Regions from separate parts of the Anser cygnoides genome. Here region 1 is linked to region 2. The links are chromatin contacts, called in public Hi-C maps. All regions are on one chromosome and are shown on one strand. The core of a region is the stretch at or near the end of the contact, and the rest is flanking DNA. Distances in the headings are between cores, read along the strand shown.

Region 1 (3,709 bases), core at 581-3,080, 98 kb before region 2:
AACTAAACCTGCCTAACCAGAATCAAACTCCTCTTCTGGCAGTTAAATGCAATATTTGGTAATCAGTAAGAGGCTGGAGGAGCAGTGTCATTTGTTTCTGAAAGGAAAGATTTGAACAGTCAAGAACAAGCAGCTTCTGCAATCTTGAAAGCAAAAAAAAAAACAATTAGGCTGTCTAAATCCAAGCAAGCAGGAGTCATTTAAGCAATCATAAACCACCGTAGGTATTGTTACACCGCTTCCAAGGCGGTGTAATGCAACACATACATTTTGACAGCAAAGAAGAAATGCACACAGAATGCACGCACACTTACTTGCATCAGGAACAGGTGTCCCATCATGTCAGGTGCCATACAAAGAGACAGTCCTTGCCTTAAATGGCTTACATATTTTGACACTGGATAATTGGAAATACCAGGTTTTAAACTGAACATTAAGTCAATCTGCAAAACACGAGGCAAGCAGAAGTGTTCCTCATAAGGGCTCCACACCCTCAAATCCCCACTCCATTTTCTCCACGCCATGACTAGTTAGCTCGCATCTCTTAACATCTTCCCCCAAACATTCTGGTATGCAAAACTGGTTATCTAGCCACTAAGTAAAACATTTATGTAAAGTGGAATTTTAGAGCGGGAAGTGACCATTCTCCAACTATCCCACGAACTTTACATGTAAGATAACTGAAAACTTGGCTGTATCCAGTTTACAGCAGCTGGAGTCCTGAGTGGGTACTTTGACAACTGAAACTCTGTACTAGCTGATGCACGAACAGAATCTATGTTCATCTCCAAAACTCTTTAAGAAATTAACTGGCGAGCATACAACTTTCAGAGGGAGGTGGAAAAATGGGAAAATTAAAATACCAGAAGTAACAGCAAGCCAGGCACAAACATCAGCCTTACTAGAACAATAACCCCTTAAATAAGCTCAAACTGGGAACAACAACAACAAAACAAACAAGAAAACAGAGACAGATGATACGGCTTCTACAGAATAATTTGTGGTGCAAATTAAGAAAAACAATCTTCAAGAAGTTGAGTTTGTTTCTTCATTTTCTGAGGAGAATTCGCTATAGAAGACTGTTGTCTCCTATCCATAAAGTGGTAAAGATTTATCCCCTCACATCTCTAGAGGTCTTTAGTTTTGCTAAGACAGCATTCCCTAGAGTATCAAATTATGAGTTTCTTCCTCAAAGCTTCCGCATACCCAAAGGGTCTTGACCCCTGTAAACACAATAAACTACGACAGGCTCCCAAGGAGGAGTCCAAAGCAAGCGATGGTTGTTTTTTTACCAAACCTCCCGCGGTTTTACCCTCGGGCAGGCACGGCTAACGGCGCCAGAAGCCGCAGGGCCAACAAACAACCCCAGGGCCGGGCGCCTTGCGGGGGGTCTCAGCGCCCCGTCCCCTCACCTGGTCACGTCAGGCAGCCACTGCACGGTGAGGCTGGGCCACTCGAGCGCGTGTGTCATCACCAGGTCGTACAGGAACGGCGTGTTCTTCTTCCAGATCTTGTACTCCTCGCTGATGACGCGCTCCTCCACCGTGTCCTCCAGCGCTACGAGCGGGGGGAGAGGAGGCAGGGGCTGAGCCGGGGGCCGGCAGCCTTCCGCCCCCCCCTCCCCAATCTCCTCAGGGATGCCGCCCGTGCCCCCCGCCCGCCCGGCCCCTACCTTCCTTGCCCGCCATTTTGGGCTGGCGGCCGTTAACGGTCGCCCGGGGAGCGGATGGGGAGGGTGGCGATGGAGGAGCCCGCGCGGCTCCCGCCGCCGCCCGCCCGCTGCCACCCCGCGCATGCGCCGCCGCCGCCCGGGCACCTCAGCCAACGGGGCGCGGGAGGCGCCAACGGCGCCCGTGGCGCTGTGAGGGGAGGGCTGAGGGGGGAGGGAGGTGGGGCTTTAAATAAAAACTGTGCGGCTTTAAATAAATGAGAACAGATCCACCGACGGTGTTGGCTAAGGGCTTTTATTTATTTATTTATTTGTTGTTGTTGTTAATGAACGTGACTCAAATTCTTGTGACCCAAGTTTGACTTGCGCTCAAATTCCTCGCGGGGGATAAGTTAAAAAGAAAATATAAAATCAGGCTGGCAGAGGTGCTAAATGACACCCCTGAAACGCCCGGGTGTGGGTGAAAAGCAAGCATGATGCCATGCCATGGCCCCCCTCTGAGCTCTCCTACTCGTTACTGGCACTCTGCGGCAGTTTTACCTCGTGCGGCCTCAGCCCTTGCACGCAGGACGTTGACGCTGGGGGACAGGAGCGGTGTTATTATTTATTGTCACATTTATAAGTTTTCATGAACGGGACTGCGGGTAAATTCAGGAAGGAGGGGCAGTGCTGTCGACGAGAGGAAGATGAAAACAAGCGCACTCTTTCTACCAAAAAATTTAAAAAACGCTTTCCAACAATCAGGAATCCCAACGGCTTAGAATTGAAAGGAAAAAAAAAAATTAACATTAGTTTAAAAAACGATCTCAGCAAGAGCAGAGGCAAACCTTCCGGGCACGAAGCCGGCTGCAGGCTGCCGTGCGGGGCTGCGGGCGGCAGGGGGCACCGCGGTGACACCGGGCTGCGGGGAGCGGCAGGGGGCGTGTGGCGGAGCCGGCGGTGCCGTTGTCACTCGGCGTTACAGAAGCTTTAAGTCCTTCTGTTGTTTAAATGGGGGCAGTAGTGCTGTCGGACTGCCGTGGTGGCACAGCTTCTTTCAAGCTGTCGCATACAAGTCAAAATTGTGGTTTTGCCGCGGTGCCCACACAGCCGTTCTGTTCTCTCCTCTTGTTTCGGCTGCTACTAACCAAAAGACTATTTAATTTAACTGCTTTCTATTCAGCTTGAATCAACGGTGCTTGCCATAGGTGTCACCCTTAACCAGAGAGATAATAACACTTTCCAGCTGAATGATGGAAATGGAGGCAGTCGGGAACCAAGCTAGGTTATCCTAACTCACCCTGAGGATTCAAAGGGACGTGTTGCCACCAGGCTGCACGGGTTTTCTTCCATTGTATGTCTTACAGTCACACGACTGAAACCAGCTTTGTAGTGCAGCTTGCTGTGCTCTGCCGGAGACAGCAGCAGGAGAGGGGGAAATGGGCAAATAAGAAGCAGCGTTTTTTAATTTCCCTCCGTGAAGACAGTCTTCGTGGGCTGAGCCTTCCACCGTCTGGGCTCCAGTCCTTCAAACAAGGAACCCAGTTATGGGAAATGTTTATGCCTAGGGGAGGCTGGCGAGCACCAAGGCTGGGAATAGCAGCCAGAGGTTGCAGCACGGGAATTGGGGAAGAAGTCAGAGGTAGGCAGCCAGCCTCCCCAACAGGAAGCCTTCTGTGAGGAACCGCTGCCTTTTTGGCCGGGGTGTCGAAAAAGAGCAATCTTTAGGAGAAAAAGCTAAATAACTATATACTGGTCTTCCTCTTATACCTGCAGAAACTGGAATTAAAACCATGCATAGCATATTCAAAATGTGAATGTTGTTAACTGGAAGCTGTAAGCTAATCTGCTAGATAGGAGTGCATGGGTGAATGTGTTAGCGCAGACACAGAGCCGTGATCATGCAAGATGTGTTACCAGCTTGACTTTGGCAACGCTTACTCGTTGTTTTGGTATTTGCTGCCAAGTATGTGTCTAATCCTACAAAGTGCCGAGGCCTTCCTAAAATGTTAGAGTGAAGACTGAGCCTTTCAGAGTCTGTGTGTTGTTGCAGAGTGTTGA
Region 2 (3,941 bases), core at 626-3,125:
AGGTCTTAAATGATAGGGCCATGGAATTCAAAGCTCCACCAAGACCGAAAAATTCAGCATCAGCAGAGGTTTTTGTGTCACATGTAAATTTTGAAGCAATTGCAGCTTTCACTCCTGTATTTATTAAAGTTTACATCAGAAATATAGGATCAGCATTGCCAAATGTCTGTCCCGCTAAATAGCTGTGTTCTAACAACAGCCTGCTTGGCAAGAAAAGATCCGTTTCCCATTAGTGGGAGTTATTTCTGTTCTCCTCGAATGTGTTTTTGGTCTTGCCTGCCATGCATAATGTATTACAGTAAGTATAACATCTCACGTTGTCAATGCTCATTTTGAACAAAACTCTCGGTCTTGCAGAAAAAGCTGGTAACTGCAACAGCTGAAAAATATTGGACATTATTCAGCAAAATCAGAATTCTTAGCAAATGCGCTGCACTGGGATTAGCATGATATGGACTTACCTGGAGCAGCCTAGAAAGGTGTACTGACATATGTACTTGAGCAGTATGGGCTGCTTTGGATTCACTCCGTTTTTCTGGATTTTTTTTTTTGGAATTTGGTGACAGTTTGCTCTGAAAAATTTACTCTGGTAGTTAGAATATTACAGTTTACAAAATGTGTACTTGCAAGAGGCAAGTTGAAGCTGTACCTCTATATACACTACCCTCACGGTTGTGAAAGGCAAGCAACATAAGCTGTAAAGAGAATTATTTTTTACCCACGTTTATTCAGAATAGTTGCTGCAATTATCCTAGTGGCAGATAAAGTTACACGAGAAGAGCCTGAAACTGTGGTATAAAAGGCCTTAAAAAACATTAGCCTTGTAAGTGTGACCCGTTTATTTCCCCATATGCTTAGTTCCCTCTGTTGCCAAATAAATCTGCCGTGTTATAAGGGGAACTTTTAGTCAGTAGGGTGAGGGATTTCCACCATGAACTTGAGTTCTGGTCAGTGTATTTTTAGATACTATTCACTGTAGTTGTTTAAGATGAATTTCTGAAATTAAGTGTTTTCTGCTTTTATATCTTTTCTTCCTTAGGTCTTATTCTAGCACATCAATAGAAGATGCCATGAAAAAGGGAGAAGAGCCCCCTACTCCACCTCCAAGGCCACAGAAATCACATTCCAGAGCTTCCTCTTTGGATCTGAACAAAATATTTCAACAAAACACACAAGGTAAAGTTTGCTTTCTTTCCTTCTTTTGAGACCATTTAGGTTAATTGCATGTTTGGCAAATTGATCTGTTTGCACGAATGCTTGACAATATGTGCATATGCTTGTCTGTGCTATAGACAGTAATATACTGTAGAACAGAAGAAGTTGCACTTTATTGCATTATATCACCAGTGAGGAGAAAAATCACTCTGTTGCCATAATTAAGGTGATTATAATGTTTTCTGGCACGATAACAGGAAGCCTAACATATGGTAGTCTGTCATCACTGACTGTTTATAACTAGTCTTGCTGTTTAAACAGTTCTCATCAGTAACTACAATACATTTGATTTTTATTACTATTTAATTTTTTGTAGTTCAGAAGCAGAAAGAAAACCCTGAATGTTTGAACTGGGAGAAAGTGTAATTTGTCGTGCGCAAACGTTTTTGATGTTAAAGTCTTCCATATGCATGGGGGCAATCAGAAACCATTCTTTGACTAAAAAGAAAGGGAAATTTCTTTTGACATGGGTACATGTTGAGGGGAGAGAAAGATATAGAATACTAGCTGGAGGGAAATGAAGGAAAACCATTCTCCAGTGCTTTAGTGTTGGAGCATTGCTTTTGTGTTGCACAGCGAGTGGTGGAAAGAGGAGCTGTTTGTTCAGGATAGCAGGCACCCAGCGTTGTTGTGCTCTGCCAGTGTCCTTGAACCAGGCCAGAGGTTTGTGCAGCGCACACCAATCATCTGATTCAAGGACTAGGTTAAACATGGTCATGTTTATGCTTCAGAGGAACGCCAAGGTCTGACTGTGTCAAGGAATGTTTTAACTGGGTTCTCTTATGTGGTTGTTGGAGTTGAAAGGAAAGAGTTTCACCTCTTGCTTTATAAGACATTCTTTTGTGTCAAACACCAGGCAGAATTCAAGAGTCCTGTTATATGTGCTGAACCCTGAAACTCACTAGGAATAAACAAATTTTGTTTTTTCCTTACACAGAGAAGCAATTCTCAATCTTTGACTGTGGTTCCTGTGCAGGGATCTATTGCCCCCAATTTTGATTCCACCAACATCAAAAAGAAAACAAATGGAGCCAAGTACACATTTCCTAAGGCAGCAAATCTTCTCAGAATCCAGATAAAAAGCATAACTGGAAAGAAATAAACTTGGATTTAAGTTTCTCTTGGAACACGAATGAAAGGAGAATGTAAATTTTCTAAGAAATCATTCTGTGAATGAAAAGTAACATCTTGCTTTGAAATGGATCTTCTTGAAAGTCACCATTGCTTTTGATGTAAAGTAAATTCTTCTGGGCAACTTAGCAAAGTGAAAGTGTTATAAAATATGAGTGACAGAAAAAGGATAATTCATCGATCCATTTTGTAGTACTTCATCACTGGAAATGGGACAAGTAATAGGGGATAGGCAATTGCTCATTTGGGAACCAGGAAAAAAGAAAAAGTACTTTCATTACCCTAAAACTATTCATCATACTCAGTTCAAAATTACAGATATTCATAGCTGGAATGAGAATTGGCTCTAGGTTGACAAAACCTGAAATACTGTGTGCTACCAAATTGCAGAAATGTGAAAGGTCTCCCAGAGGTTCAGCTTCCTTCTTTGCCTGCAGGGTGTTGGCCTACAATTTTCTGTCTCTTGAATGTGCCCTGGTGGAAATGCTAAATGTTTGGGGTGGCCTTCTTTCAGTCTCTTCTAATGGAGCTCTTATATTTTGTATCAAAAATGTAAATACTCATTGTGGAAGAATAAGGAGAAATTTGTAGCCTTAGAGGATTTAAGGAAGAATTTCTTAAACAATTTGTAGCCTTCCACTAATAAGGGTTCCAGTCCAAAGTCTGCATCGTCAGAAAGAGGAGGAATTAAATCAAGCCATCCCTGCACCCCCAGCTACCATGGTGCATTTACCTTGCTTTTGTTTCATTAAAAATGTCTGCATTGGAAGTGCTATTTTCAGGTCTTTATTCTACGAAGAAACGTGAGCATGCTCTTTTCCATCACGAAGCCCCGAATGTTCGTTATTCTGTAACATCCTATTGATAATAAGACTTTCTACATCTGCTTTATTTTCTTCTACTTCTCTTGTTTTCACCACCTCCCTTTTTTTTTTTCATTCTTTCCCTATTGGACTTGCTTTTCATTAGAAGTTCCAGTCTCATCATTTCGTGTATTCAGATACCTTTGTCACCTAAAGACAGTTCTTCCTTGTGGGGTGGTCATTGTTTAATAGCCAAATGCTCTAATGAGGTGCAATTTCTAAAAAGAGAGTTTGCAAGAGAGCAGAGAAATGGAGAGCTGTCACCTTAAACCAAAGAGCCCTGGAAAAGCAAGTGAGTGTGCACGCTCGTGTCAAGTAAATTGCTGACACTTGTATAATAACGAGCTGTATTCTTGTTTCTGCTGACAGTATAAAGCATGAATTTAGAATAGTTTCCATCTGCAATCAGAAGATACAATTATATAGATCATGTGATGGCAATGTACTATTTAGGTTTCTTGGTGATTGCGATAATATACCCTGGCATAAATATCGAACCTGATGAGTGTCTATCTGCAGGCTAGTTAATCACCTTCTTTCCTAATGTACTCTTGACTGATTTTTTGCTTTATGTTTTCTATCTGCTTTCCTTCCTTCCTAGGTTTTAAAAAATAGTCTCATTGTTAAAGCTGAGCCACAAAAATTAGCAGCTGGAGCGGCCATCCCTTCTAGCACCTCTAGTACCACTGTGTTGCCTAGTGTCAGTACAGAAAAACAGACAGTACAATTAGC

What was found. Hi-C and Micro-C count contacts between places; a contact is called where the count stands out from the background.
Region 1: a Hi-C map of fetal liver shows a contact between it and region 2, with 2.1 times the contacts expected there. The contact joins the promoter of RBBP7 here to the enhancer-like site in region 2. A contact is called at or near these places in 5 of 7 Hi-C or Micro-C datasets (fetal liver, granulosa cells and liver).

What each region holds. Positions count from the first base shown.
Region 1 is chr1:130,073,516-130,077,224 of Taihu_goose_T2T_genome, reverse strand. It overlaps RBBP7 (RB binding protein 7, chromatin remodeling factor), which reads right to left and starts at 1,830. Exons shown (of 12, transcript XM_048066702.2): 1 at 1,673-1,830; 2 at 1,413-1,557. The coding sequence starts at 1,688.
Region 2 is chr1:129,975,490-129,979,430 of Taihu_goose_T2T_genome, reverse strand. REPS2 (RALBP1 associated Eps domain containing 2) reads left to right here. Exons shown (of 17, transcript XM_066981470.1): 13 at 1,040-1,176. Among named protein-coding and RNA genes, the nearest start is that of REPS2, 61 kb to the left of the region's middle. Within about 2 kb of position 1,875, at least 1 of the 3 cell types and tissues checked has open chromatin away from gene starts, as enhancers often do. A contact at or near this core is called in fetal liver, where this site is marked.